Regions from separate parts of the Ovis aries genome. Here region 2 is linked to region 1. A link is a contact called in public Hi-C data. All regions are on one chromosome and are shown on one strand. Each heading gives the region's core, a stretch centred on a gene start, on an enhancer-like site or on the middle of the called end of the contact. The rest is flanking DNA. Distances are from core to core; before and after follow the strand shown. Region 1 overlaps UGP2 (UDP-glucose pyrophosphorylase 2). Region 2 holds the start of UGP2 (UDP-glucose pyrophosphorylase 2).

The links. Hi-C and Micro-C count contacts between places; a contact is called where the count stands out from the background.
Region 2: a Hi-C map of muscle shows a contact between it and region 1, with 2.7 times the contacts expected there. The contact joins the promoter of UGP2 here to the enhancer-like site in region 1. A contact is called at or near these places in 3 of 16 Hi-C or Micro-C datasets (hypothalamus, muscle and tail adipose tissue).

Annotation. Positions count from the first base shown.
Region 1 is chr3:44,388,289-44,395,474 of ARS-UI_Ramb_v3.0, forward strand. It overlaps UGP2 (UDP-glucose pyrophosphorylase 2), which reads right to left. Exons shown (of 9, transcript XM_060412075.1): 4 at 1,112-1,297. Among named protein-coding and RNA genes, the nearest start is that of WDPCP, 44 kb to the right of the region's middle. Within about 2 kb of position 4,308, at least 21 of the 54 cell types and tissues checked have an H3K27ac peak or open chromatin away from gene starts, as enhancers often do. A contact at or near this core is called in hypothalamus and muscle, where this site is marked.
Region 2 is chr3:44,433,813-44,440,998 of ARS-UI_Ramb_v3.0, forward strand. UGP2 (UDP-glucose pyrophosphorylase 2) reads right to left here and starts at 2,800. Exons shown (of 9, transcript XM_060412075.1): 1 at 2,727-2,800. WDPCP (WD repeat containing planar cell polarity effector) reads left to right here and starts at 2,205. Exons shown (of 19, transcript XM_060412062.1): 1 at 2,205-3,017.

The DNA.
Region 1 (7,186 bases), core at 3,058-5,557:
TGTGGCCTCACTGGATGGGCAAATACAGACTACATATTTACTCTGTGTCCAAAGTACTGTGGGAACGAAAGTACAAATGTTACAAAGACGTCTCCCTATTCTCAGGAATCATGTGAAGGACTGTGAATAATAGCCTAACTGATATCTTTTCTATCTCTAGGAAGAGCTAAGAGGCAGCACAAAGTGAGGAGAAAATACAATCTTAGAAGTCAGACTGCTCTGTGTTCACTGTTTGATTCTGCACTTACTAACTAGCTAGGGAGGCCTGGGCATAAATCAACCTCTCTGTGTCTTGGTTTCCTCATCTGTAAAATGGTTATGATAACAGTGCTTATCTTACAGAGTTGTTGAGAGGAGCAAATGAGTCAATTCATGTAAAGAGCTCAGAATGATACTTAGTAAGTGCTGGATAAATGTTAGCTGCTGCTGCTGCTGCTGCTGCTGCTGCTAAGTTGCTTCAGTCGTGTCTGACTCTGTGCGACTCCACAGACAGCAGCCCACCAGGCTCCTGCATCCCTGGGATTCTCCAGGCAAGAACACTGGAGTGGGTTGCCATTGCCTTCTCCTTAGCTGCTGCTACTGCTATTATAATGATTGCTGGCACTGTATGAGAAACTAGGGATATAGAGATGAAAAAGACAGGGGCCACTGCCTGTTAAGAGCTTATGGTCTATGACTAAGGACTTTATGATTTATGTAAAAGAGAAGTCAGTGACAGTTCTTAGCATCCACGGTACCCAGCCAGATACATGAAATTCTCCCCAGCCTCCAAAAGGGGGCTAATAAAGTCAGATCATCCCAGCTCTGATGAAGGCTACCCCTAGAGAGAAGGAGGGGAGAGAGGCAGGGAGATCAAAGGAGAATCTGAAGAGACCCAGAGATTCCAGCACCACAAACGCTATTTAAAGATCAAAAGCTTTCACATCACTCTAAGGATTTGCTTTTAGGAACACCAAACCTTTTTTAACACACTAATAAAGAGACTAAAGATAGCATGCTCCTTGACTAGCTCAAATCCTCATCTGTTATTTTCTAAGGTAACATTTACAGTAACCTGAAAACTGAAAATCATTTTGGTAGCTCATGAGAAAGGCTCAACGTTCCAACTCACTTCGATTTGCTGAACGGTCAGATCCAGAAAGGTATTCTCGTTCCTCACGCCAATCAGACTCTTTGGGCCTTTGCAGCCCATGCTGGTTCCCAAACCGCCATTGAGTTTCACCACCACCAGCTTGTTCAGCACAGAGGATACATTATCAGGTAAGCCCCTGGCCTTTATCTTCTCATAGGGCTGAATCTGAAAAATTTTTTAAAGTTGTTAAGAGGTTAAACCAAATCAACACCAAGGTTATTTCCATGCTTCCTTGAAGAGGTTTGCTTTTTCTGTAGAGTTTCAGCTACATTTTCTTTAATGTCCAGGGCCCTTATGGTCAAAATTAAGTTCTTATCAGCAACTTCCCTTGCACACAGAAGTAGTTCAGTGGTTCACTTACAGTACAATGGAGCACAAGAGGGGGAAAAGTTACAGTCTACAAATATTTTGGCTGGCTGGTGAGAATATACTTCTCTTGGACTACCTTCAAAAGCACTGAATTCTCAATGTGCATCAACATAGCAAACAGGATGCACAAATTCATTCACATCTGTACATGTTTCTGGTGCACTATGAGTCTGCTTAGGTTCTGGACAAGTGTGCATATGATCACACAGTTCTGGGTAACATACTCGTGAAATCCTGGAGACAGGGCCAAACACTCGGAGCAGGCTACCAATGCCTGCCCTGGTATGGTTCACAAGGGTGTGATTTTTTGCAATCTGAAAGTTTTTTTTTCAACAAAAGCAAGTTTGCCTGAAAGAAAATGAGCTGTGTAAATAGTAAAACAAGTTTGAAATGAGCACAGAGGCTTAATCTTCAATTTCTTCCTCACAGGAAAGGAACAATGACAGTGGAAGCTCAAATTCTTCTGTTAGAAGGAGAGGCACAAACAAGTCTAAACATCTTACAATAAGAACGGAGCTTTTAAAAAGATCACAGTGTATTTTCTATCCATTTACAGAACACTTGTTGTTACTTTTCTTTTATGAAATAGGTCATCAAATGTACTCTTTAGTTATATCATGGTGGAGGATAGATAATACTTAAGGGGACTGAAGAAATAAAACCAGAACTCTTTCATCCTGCAAAACTAGACCTAAATTCATTAGAAAACAACGAGAAACAATGAGAAAAAACTTTTCTACTTTCTATCTCCATGAGTCTGGCTACTCCAGGTGGCTCAGACATGAGTCACAATGGACTTGTCTTTTGTGACTGACTTATTTCACTTAACACAATGTCCTCAAGGTTTAATTAGCGTTCTTTTTTTTAAAGTGACTTATTTATGCTTCAGGAGATTCCAAATTAATGCAGATTTTCCCAGACAATTGCTTTCATTTAATAAAGTTGATATTTCTGTATGCAGCAGATCTGAGAGAAGGGGAGACTGACAAAGAAATGTAATACAGGTTGACAGATTCTATGGCAAATCGAGCCTTAAGTAAGTTTTTTTATTCCATTTGTAGGTGTTAAAATTGAATAGAATACATGTTCTGAAGTCTTAGTTTAGTGAATCAGAAAATGGATTCTCTTCATTTGAATTTAAGAAACAATATACCCTCAGCTTTGAATTAAAAGATTAAAAGAATGAAAAATAATACTACAAGTGTAACCATGGTTCTAAAAGTGTGAGTCTGAGAAAACGCTGCTCTTTCAAATACAGTTAATAACAGTACAAAATGGCAGGGCTTAGGGTTTCAGACACTATTCAACACCTGAGTTATGAGTTTTCCATTATCTCTTAGGAATGGGCAGCCTGTCATTTCAGGGCAGAAAATTTACAAAAATGTAAACAATGTAAAAAGAAATTTCTTCATATTTTTAGGTATGCAGTCAAAAGATCACCAGGATAGCATTTTTCACCATTTTGTCACCCTCCAGACACAGTGCTAAATGCAGCTGAGTAATTGAAATTTTAATTTTATTTAATATTAATGTAAATCAACATACATGGCTAGCAGCATGTGTAGTTCTAGATGGCCTGTTAAAAAATATCAACCAAACAATCAGAATTATGTTTCAGTTTTAATAAAACTCTGCCAAAATCCTTTTTTTGTTCAATATAACCTTTTTTCTTTTTAACTTCAATGACACTGACTCATATCATCTGTACAGATGAATTAAAAACCAAAAGTCAACCCTGGAGCCTTAAAGTTTCACCAGGAAAGAAAAAAACCCCAATATTACATATATTCATTATAAAACATCTTTGATCCACATATGATAAAGAATATAAAGTATTTAGGGAAAAAATGTTTTCTTCATATTAGTCAAACTTCAAAACATGCATTTTACTAGAATGCTTTAAGAAGACAGTTCCTTACGACTGAGTCTATGGAGGCTAAACAAATTTTCTTGTATCCCCCAAATTTAATCTATATATAATGGTGATCATGTATCCTCCTTTATTCTCTATGTAACAGTGATCAAAGGTCCCAGCCTCACAATGACTTTAACACTAGGCCATCTGCCTTCAGCCAAAAGATATATTAAATACACTTTTGGTCTTGATTCAAATCTTCCCAAGATTGGTATCTTGAGAACTTCAGTTTAAATTTAAAATTTACTTCTAAATTAGCTTTCAAATATTTGGGGTGAAATAAAATAAGCTGATCCAAGAACAATGTTAAATTCCAAAACTGAGCTAATGGAGACTTTTGGGCCCAGGTACAGGCAACTCCCAAGTAGAAACTTGTTTATCATTTAGGTGGGAGCCCAGAATTCTATGTGAAGTGCCTTACTTAGAACTTTGTACACCAAGTTAAGTGGGTAGGGAGTCACCTAACCCCTACAAATGTCAAGGAACCATGGTTCTTTAGGTGGTGCTTTCAGTAATACCTACTTGTCTTGCTATAATATAGCAGCTAATTAAATACAGGCCCCACTGAAGAACTGACTGTTAACAAGAAAAGGACTATGGAAAGAAAGGGAAGAAGTCACAAGGTGTGAACTAACAACGTACAGCCAGGGAGAAGATGTCCAGAGTCATCGAGTCAGCATTGCTATTAGAAACCTCCACTTAAAAAAAAAAAAAGAAACCTCCACTTTCACTTACGTTTCAGCTTAAATTCACCCGACTCCGCACACAGACACAAACACACAGAAAGGCAGCAGTCATGCATGGAAGGAAGCCAAGACAGTTTTGGTCTACAGCTTACTGCAGTTTATATTAGGTGGCAAGCTCAGCTTTCCTCACATAAATCACCCCATATACCAATACAAGTTCCCTCTGTGGCTGATGCTGTCCACACCCACCACCAGGGACCTCACCAAGCAATCCCACAGAGCTCGGTTTATTTCCAGAGCCAAGAGGACCTGTGTTAGAAGACTGTTTGGCAACAGCTGAAGTTATGCTGGACACACCTAGTCCCAGGGACATTATTAGATCTGTTCTCCACTATTCCCCTCTGAGCTCCCCCAGGAGAATGAACAAAGACATCCACTCAGGCAAAGATGGATGGGGTTGGGAGATGACAGGGAGTACCATGCACTGCTGGATACAGCCTAGATGTTACTCTCACTGAGTCACTTTAGTCAGTCACAGTACTCCCCAGATGGCGTCAGTGGTAAAGAACCCACCTGCCAATGCAGGAGAAGTAAGAGACACAGGTTCAGTCCTTGGGTGGGGAAGATCCTCTGGAGGAGGGCATGGCAACCCACTGCAGTATTCTTGCCTGGACAATCTCATGAGCAGAGGAGCCTGGTGGGCTACAGTGCAAAGGGTCACAGTCAGACAGGACTGAAATGACTTAGCACACACAGTGCTATCTCTGCTTTCAAGCCTGATCACCGTGTTTCTCTTTCTCCAAGACATGAATAGAATTCAGTGTTCTATGAAGACCTCTGTGGCACTGTAAATATACAGCAGGGCAACATCTACAGGTAAGGTGGGGCAAACCTCAGGAGGCTCCTGCAAAATGTGCTGCTGCTGCTGCTAAGTCACTTCAGTTGTGTCCACTCTGTGCGACCCCATAGACAGCAGCCCACCAGGCTCCGCCGTCCCTGGGATTCTCCAGGCAAGAACACTGGAGTGGATTGCCATTTCCTTCTCTAATGCATGAAAAGTGAAAGTGAAGTCTTTCAGTCGTGTCTGACTCTTAGCGACCCCATGGCAAAATGTGCAGGGGAGACAAAACCACTCACATTATCCTCTCAGTAGGAGAAAACAATGAGTCAAATACTCAACTTCCTCTGCGGAATGAACAAAGAAAGTAGCTGTGAAATTATGAAAAATCATAATTTAAACAACATTCTTCCCTCTAGGATGTAATCTAGTTTTTCTGCAGAAACTGAAATACTTTTTAAAAGATCTTTTAAAAACTGTCTACTATGACCTGTACCTTGCCAAGTCTGTTCACAACTTAGTTTCCAGTTAGAAGAAAAGCTGAATTCATTACACAGTCATGGAGACACACTGTTCCCATTAGCAATAGTATAACCCAGTTCTTGGTAGCATATTCCTGCTATTCCTGGAGACAGTGCCAAATACCCCAAACAAGCTAACAGTACCTGCCCTGTTATGGTTCAGAAGGGTATGATTATTGAGAAAGTTGTTTTTTTCCAACAAAAGCAAAATTTTCCAAAAAGAAAATGAGCTGTGTAAACAGTAAAACAAGGTTGAAATGACATTCCATATGTACAGGAAGTGTGCCAAGAACATCCGCGTATTCGGCAAGCCCTACTGGGCAGCCTGTGTGCCAAGGCCTGTGCTAGGTGCTTTCTCACTTCGTCTCTTCATTTCGCATTTCTAAAGGTAACAACCAAAATCTGGGTCACGTGAACACTCCAACCAATTACCTAGACCAGAGATTTGCTTTCTTGTTCAGGAAAAGCTGGCAAATCACATACATGATCACGTGATCCACCAGCAAACTTGCCAACACCTTGTCAGCCACCGAGATAAGCTCAGCTCCTATTCACAGGACGAACAAAACCATCCCCTACTACAGTGCCCTCGACCTTCTGCCTCCAGAACAGATCCTCAGGACCTTCCCGCATCACCACCTCTGTTGCTTCCCCTTCCTTCTGGTCACTGAATAGCTGTCCCCTGCCCCAAAGTAATCTCTCTGCTAGTGCCCACCTAAGATTCCTACTTCATCAACCTCCCAGCCTCAGAGTCAGCCTTTCCCTATCTATTCCTTTCCACAGACACAAACACACTCAAATATTTTACATCTAAAAAACAAAGAAAATAGCAAAACATACACTCACCCCTTTCTGTCCTTTTTTCTCCATCTTCTTAAAGTCAAAGCTTAAAAAGCTGCTGCACTCACCTCTACTTCCTCACCTCACCTCTTTTTCACTCAAACACCTGCTATAATCTTGTTTTCTCCATAGTTCAGTGAACTGCTCTTACCAAGGTCATTAACATCCTCCTCCTTGCTAAATCTAGTCAATAATAACAATGTTTCTCTTAAACTTGAGCTCTCAGCTGCATCTGAGACAACTGACCACTCCCTAGACCTTGAAATGCTCTCTTCTTGACTTCTGAAAGGCCACATTCTATTTTCCCTCTCTTTCTGCCTGTTCCTTTTCAAGTTCCTTCTAAGTAGACTTCCTCTTTCTGGAAATCTGCTCCTGTCTCTGGCACCAGAACATACTCAACTGCCAAGCCAAGAGCCTGCTCACACCTGACCAATGACCGAGGCCCGTCAGCCTCAGGAAACTCTCTGTTGCCACGGCTGCCATCCCACCTACCTCTCATCAATGCAGTGGCCTCCAGTCACCTTAACTCCCTCCAGGTTAGGGAGGTGGAGGTGGAGGTCACCTTAAGATGGAGGTCACCTTAAGCTCCACCTTGCAGGTGGTGATCTTTTGGAAAAGAGAATTTGAAGATGTTTCTCTCCTGATTACATCATTCACAAAACAAAGCAATGACACAGCACAGCAGAGATTTTTAGCTGCCTACCCCAATGTCATTTCCCCCCTCCCATTTTAGGACCCCGATTTTCAGCTGGGCACACTACCACCCCAAATAAAAGACCACATGTTCAGCTTCGCTTAGAGCTATTTGTGCCAAAGTCCTGGTCACTGAGATTAACTGGAAGTGAGCTGAAAGATTCCCAGGAAGTCGCTGTGAAAGGGCAGGGG
Region 2 (7,186 bases), core at 1,550-4,049, 44 kb after region 1:
GCTTTCACACTCTTGGGTCCTCAAAAAAAGGGCTTCCTTGCATACAGAGAAGACAAGTCCCATGCTACACACTGATGTCAGAGGTTTAAGGTAGCACCAATTTCAAAGTGTACACACACACATGCACACACATAACATTACTGCTTAATTCAATTGAGATGCATTCTTTAAACCTTTTCCAAACACACACGTAGAATTAGAGAGCAATTTGCTAATTTCAAAGAAACCGTAATAATCTTTACAGATTTCAAAGGAGGGAAAAAACAAACAAACAAACAAACAGCAATGCAGCAAAGTCATTTCTTCTGCTGAAATGACCTCCAACTTCTACGAGCTACTCCCTGTTTCGCAATAAATGAATCTGAGACTCAGACCACGTACACCCAAACGGAGAAGCTGAGAACACTAAAGCTTCCCCAACCGTCCTGGCTAAACCCACCTGCCTTTCCTCAACCCTCTCAGTTCCCCTTCCCGTCCGCACCCAGAGTTACCTCGACTTCGACCACGAAAAGAGTACAGGGATCAATCGGCAGCCAAAATCCTGTTTTATCATCATTCACAGCCACTATCCCGGGAAGCCAGGGTGCTACTAACCTGATTTCACGGAGGCAGAACTAAAAGCAGCAGAGTACAAGGGTATAAATGATACGTTATCTGAAACGCCAACCCAGCAGCTCAAGACAGCTCAAATGTCAATTTATAGAAAAGGGTTTCGCAAATAGTATCTCAAATGAACATTTCCACTTCCAAACCACCCACCAACCTCTCCACTGCCGGTCCCCAAGTTCGGTACTGCTAGAGCAACCCGGGAGATAAGAAGCGTGTCTTACCTTGTACAAATCTCGACATTTTAGGGATTTATTAAAATACTCTGGCTTACAAATATATTTAAGTGTCTAGAGGAGTCAACGCTATAGAGGTCTTTCTTCCACTTCTGCTTTAACAAATGACGAATTCTTTCTTCTCTTCCTATGTTTGGCCACTTAGAGTATTTACTCAAAAAACTAAAACTGCCTCCAAAAAAAAAAAACAACAAAACTTAACCCCCTTCCCCACTTTCAAAAGACAGAAACTTGGTGCGACTGAGTCTGCTTGGAACTCCAGCCTACACTGCACCCCTGACACAAATGAGGGCCAGCTGGAGGCTCCCGGAAAAGGTAAAATCACACGAACTTAAATTTCATCAATGAAAGAGGCGGATCTAAAGCGGCTTCACCGCCCCCCACCCCGGGTCCCCACGCCCTCGGGGGCTGGACAGCCGCAGGCACAGGCGGGCCGCACCCCTACATCCCCTCCCCTTGCTGCCTTCCGGCCTCAGGACAGTTCCCGGAGAAACTCAGGCCAACAGCGGTCCCCGCCCCAGCAGGGATCGGGAGGAGGGGGAGGCCTGCCAAGGGGGGCGATGCAGTCCTTTCTACCCGCTCAGAAACATCCCGGGACTTGGAGGCGCTAAGAACTCGGCGTGCCGTCTGGAGGCGGGCCGGGGCCTCCAGACGCCAGCCTCCCAGCTGCGAGCGGCCGCGGCTTTTTCCCGGGAGGGGCCGAAAGCTACAGAGCCCCTCCCCCGCAGCGGACACTAGGGGGCCACCCGCGAGGCGAGAACCCATGTGCCGCCCCGAATCCGAGGGACAGGAGTCAGCCCCAACCCTCACACATTCTAGTTTCTCTTGGCCGAACCCCAAATTCGGCCTCCGGGGCCAAAGTGCAGGTTGAGTAGACGGGCTCTACAAGCCTCAGAAAGGGCAACACACTCGCCCTTAGAGTGGTGGGAAGCCCGCCCCGGCCCCTCCCCAAACCGCCACCGAGACCCACCTTCCTCCTCTTCCTTTAGCAGCTGGGAAACTGGGGGCGTTTGTGGCGCCCCTGGAAGAAGACTTGCAGGCTGAGAGAATGTCACCTCTGAGGCACCCTTCTCTCTCCCTCTCTCCCCTCACAAATGCACACCTCGAGCCCCTCGCTAGTTGTCACAGCCCAGCTGCTGACCCCCTCCGTCCACCTAGCTGCGGGATTCCGACAGCCAAAGCCCCCACTTTCTCCTAAACACCTCCCATCCCCCTCCATTTGGAGCAGCCCCTTCAATGCGGAAATGTCCCCACCTCGCAGACAGACAGGAGCAGCCTCCAGTCAGGAGCCGAGGCGGGTTCAGGGCCTGGCCTATGAGACGCACGGAGGTGGCAGGGGGTAGGGCGTCTGCGGCCTGAGGCAGCCCAGCGGAGCCGAAGCTGGGATGGGAGCCGCGCGTTCTGTGGTTGTGAAAGGAGTGTTTCACCAGTACAACTCCCAGCCTTCCACAGATACTTTAGCAAGAGAGAGAACCTGAAGCACGATTGGTTATTTTCGTACTGCTTAAAAATGTTTCCGCTTACCAGAGATTGAAGATAGTCGTGTACCCGGCCGATAGAGCCAGATCGCCCTCCGCCCCCGCACCCCCGCCCCCCAAAGCAACTACCCTGAGAGCCAGGCCCTTCTCAGTAAACGCAAACTCTTCTCACACAGCTGGTGTCGGGAGGGTGAAAATTCGGGAGGGTTAAGGAATAAGCAGTTGGATGTGTGGTACTTACTAACAGGAGGAGAAATGTAGGGCATCGAAGAAAATGCCATGTGAAGGCTCTCGCACCAGAGTACCACCCCGGTTCCAATTCCTACAGAGATTTTCGCTGTGCTAAACGGTTTCCTTTTCTGATAAAAGGGGAAATGGCTTAGGTTACCCATCATGAAATGCTTACCGTTTAGTAGACTCTTGAAGTCCTCAAGGAAAGAGGATTTTAAAAGCTAGAACGTTGGCAGTGACTCGGGGACTGCAAGAGGGCCCGCCCAACGCCGCTAAATCACACCTGGTATTGCCAAGCCTATATGACCCAGTGCGCCGGCCATTGGGTGTATCTCAGACTTTACAAGTCATCACTCAACCCGCCTGCACTGGGACAAGTGAATTGTCAGCGCTATCTTAAGGTGCCTTCTATAAATCAAGTCATTCTAGAAGAGTTTGAGGCATTGGAAAACACTAATCAACCAAGGTAAGCGAGAGTTTTTAAGTGACTCATTCTGTAAACAAACTAATCTTTTTACTGCTGCCTATTCCTATGGGAATGTTACTGAAGTAACACAGAAAAGACCAGTGATTCATTTGCCATACTGGAGAACAATAACCTTTCATATAATATTTTTTCTGTGAAATCCAAAAAGATCACACCCGAAAACCTCTCAGCTATAAAAGTAGTTTCCACAAATAAAACCAAAGAAGTGTAGTAGAATGTCTACACTTCAGTAGAAGCCTTTATGTACAGTAGAGGAATTTTTCCAGCACTAGGTGAGCAGTATTTATCCATCAGGGTCAACACCAAAATAAAATACTACCAAAAAATTTGAGCCCCATAGCGTTGCTTTGCTGCTGCTGCTGCTGCTAAGTTGCTTCAGTGGTGTCCGACTCTGCGCAACCCCATAGATGGAAGCCCGCCAGGCTCCCCCATCCCTCGGATTCTCCAGGCAAGAACACTGGAGTGGGTTGCCCTTTCCTTCTCCAATGCATGGAAGTGAAAAATGAAAGGGAAGTTGCTCAGTCGTGTCTGACTCTTAGCGACCCCATGGACTGCAGCCCACCAGGCTCCGCGGTCCATGGGATTTTCCAGGCAAGAGCACTGGAATGGGGTGCCATTGCCTTCTCCGTTGCTTAGCTGAAAGGTAATAAAGTTGAAGAGTGGTGAAGAGTCTTTAATTATGGAGGTTTTATTGTAAGAAGGATGATCAGTTATTTTCTACCTACCAAAAGATTAAGGGAGAGGAATTGAGTTTTAATTGCAGCAAGAGTTTTTGGTAAAATTTAAGAATGACATCTTGGTTTATGAACGATTATATATTAAGATATAGTATCAAAGGATGTTGTACACTTGCTGCCTCAAGAAATCTCTAAAAAGAAACTGCCTGTCTTCAGTGGTTAAATCATATCAATTCAGAGGCTGGCTCTTAGAGAAGTAAAACTCTAGAAGCTGTATTCCCAAATATTATTTCAAATCAGTTCAGTTCACTTCAGTCCCTCAGTCGTGTCCGACTCTTGCCGACCCCATGGACTGCAGCACGTAGCCTTCCCTGTCCATTACCAACTCCCAGAGTTTACTCAAACTCATGTCCATTGAGTTGGTGATGCCATCCAACCCCTCATCCTCTGTCATCCCCTTCTCCTCCCACCTTCAGTCTTTAGCAGCATCAGGGTCTTCTCAAATGAGTCAGTTCTTCATATCAGGTGGCCAAAGTATTAGAGTTTCAGCTTCAACATCAGTCCTTCCAGTGAACACCCAGGACTGATTTCCTTTAGGATGAACTGGTTGGATCTCCTTGCAGTCCAAGTGGACTCTCAAGAGTCTTCTCCAACACCACAGTTCAAAAGCATCAATTCTTCTGTGCTCAGCTTTCTTTATAGTCCAACTCTCACATCCATACATGACTACTGGAAAAACCATAGCCTTGACTAGACGGACCTTTGTTGGCAAAGTCATGTCTCTGCTTTTTAATATGCTGTCTAGATTGTTCTAACTTTTCTTCCAAGGAGCAAGCATCTTTTAATTTCATGGCCACAGTCACCATCTGCAGTGATTTTGGAGCCCCTCAAAATAAAATCAGCCACTGTTTCTGCTGTTTCCCCATCTATTTGCCATGAAGTGATGGGACCAGACGCCATGATCTTAGTTTTCTGAGTGTTGAGCTAAGCCAACTTTTTCACTCTCCTCTTTCACTTTCATCAAGAGGCTCTTTAATTCTTCACTTTCTGCCATAAGCGTGGTGTCATCTGCATATTTGAGGTTATTGATATTTCTTCCGGCTGTCTTGATTCCAGCTTGTGCTTCATTCAGCTCAGCGTTTCTCATGATGTACTCTGCATATGAGTTAAATAAGCAGGATGACAGTATACAGCCTTGATATACTCCTTTGCCGATTTGAAACCAGTCTGTTGTTCCATGTCCAGTTCTAACTGTTGCTTCCTGACCTGCATGCAGATTTCTCAAGAGGCAGGTTAGGTGGTCTGGTATTCCCGTCTCTCAGAATTTTCCACAGTTTGTTGTGATCTACACAGTCAAAGGCTTTGGCATAGTCAATAAAGCAGATATAGATGTTTTTCTGAAACTCTGTTGCTTTTTCAGTGATCCAAAGGATGCTGGGAATCTGATTTCTGGTTCCTCTGCCTTTTCTAAAATCAGCTTGAACATCTGGAAGTTCACGGTTCACATATTGTTGAAGCCTGACTTGGAGAATTTTGGGCATTACTTTACTAGTATGTGAGATGAGTGCAATTGTGCAGTAGTTTGAGTATTCTTTGGCATTGCCTTTCTTTGGGATTGGAATGAAAACTGACCTTTTCGAGTCCTGTGGCCACTGCTGAGTTCCAAACTTGCTGGCACATTGAGTGCAGCACTTTCACAGCATCATCTTTTAGGATTTGAAATAGCTCAACTGGAATTCCATAGTGCCCTGTAAAATGGAATTTCTGTATACAGTGCTTTAAGTTTCAATTCTGAACCCCCAAACATTTTGTAAAAGAGCCTCTTACTCCCTCAGAACCTCTAGAAACAATCTTACTTGGCAGACCAGATGGGATTAAGGGGAAAATATCAGGGCCATGGAGAAGTTTCAAGTCTTCTTAGAAGGCTATTGTCTATTTCTGAAATATATTTACATATTTTAATGACTGAAAAGTCATTTTGTGTGTGTATGCGTGGTCTTTTTTTTCATAATACACTACTGTGAAATTTTCGTTTAGGGTCCATGACACTGATAGTCTGTAAAATTAGATATTTGTAATGTAAATGGATAGATTTACAGATGAAAGTTTTAAAGAAATTTAGGTGTATGTGTGGGGAGCAGGGGCAGAATCTAAAGGAAGAAGTAAATGGTGACCTGGGAAGGAGTGTGTGTACACACAGGGATGAGTTGAAATGAAATTAACTGTAAATTAAAAAGAATGCTGGAAGCCAATTTTTCACTGGTACTATATACTACCATCCAAGGATGATATAAATTCTGCTTATAATTTTCTCATTCTTTCTTCTACTTCTGAGTAGAAACTTGAGAAAATTCAGTTTAATTTACCCAGTTCTATGTCTGGGATATATAACAACCTTGTTGTATCTTTTTCTTTAGACAGGAACATTCTATCAACACAAGGAAATAATGGCTCCTGCCTTATTTCTAAGCATCCCTTTTTTGGTGCCTATTTAGATTTAATGCTTGACATAGTATCTGGTGCATAGCAAGAACTCAATAAATTTATTCTTTGTGACCAGTCTAGTGCCAATAAATCTTTTCAACTTGCAGTGTTGTATCCTAGTCTCTACCCTTTGAGAGCTGTAAATAAGATTACATTTTAAACATAAATTTAGAGGTAAAGAATTTTTAAGTTTCAGTTATTTCCACCAAGAATGTGAACTTGGGCCAACGTAAAAGAGTAATAGCAGAAAATGCACCATCCTAATGACTTGACAGTAAGCTTTCCTAACTACCTAACTACCCACCATAAGCATTATCTAATATGTGGTGGTTTAGAAATTGCTAAAGTATGAAATTAGTGTACAGATCAGCAATGTGTGTGGTCTTTTAATTCTTTTCCTGTCTATTTTGACCCTGTTCCCCACACACAAGAAAATAAAGCAGTGCAGTTTTGGAGAACATGTCAAAGACATAAAAATTTCTATGTCATGCCCAAAGTTTAGCCAAGAGACCAAGCAACAATTACACACTAAACTATTGCCCACATTCAACATTGGCACCCATCTATACTCATCTAAATCCTAGGCCACCCACTGAAAGAAGAAAAAGGGGACTACTATTAATTAGTCAGAAGTTGCCAGTTATTGACTAGACATAACAGTAGGGCATTTTACTTGAGTCAAAAAGTGACCAAACAGGGTTAACTGGAAAATGATATCAAGTAATATCTGTGAAACAGACTACTAGAGGAAATGAATGATGTTTCCAAATACTTGAGGAAGAGAAAGACTTCATTCTTTCCTGTTGCCAACACCCTGTTGTTAATGAGTCAGGAAGTTTTCTGAAACAAGTTGTGAGTTTCAATTATAACGTATCCTTCCATTTATTCATAGTATGATTTTTAAAATTACATTTGAAGGTTATATAACTTTATATCACAACAATATTGCTTTATATCACAGCAATTATTTCAAATAAGATGTTTTTA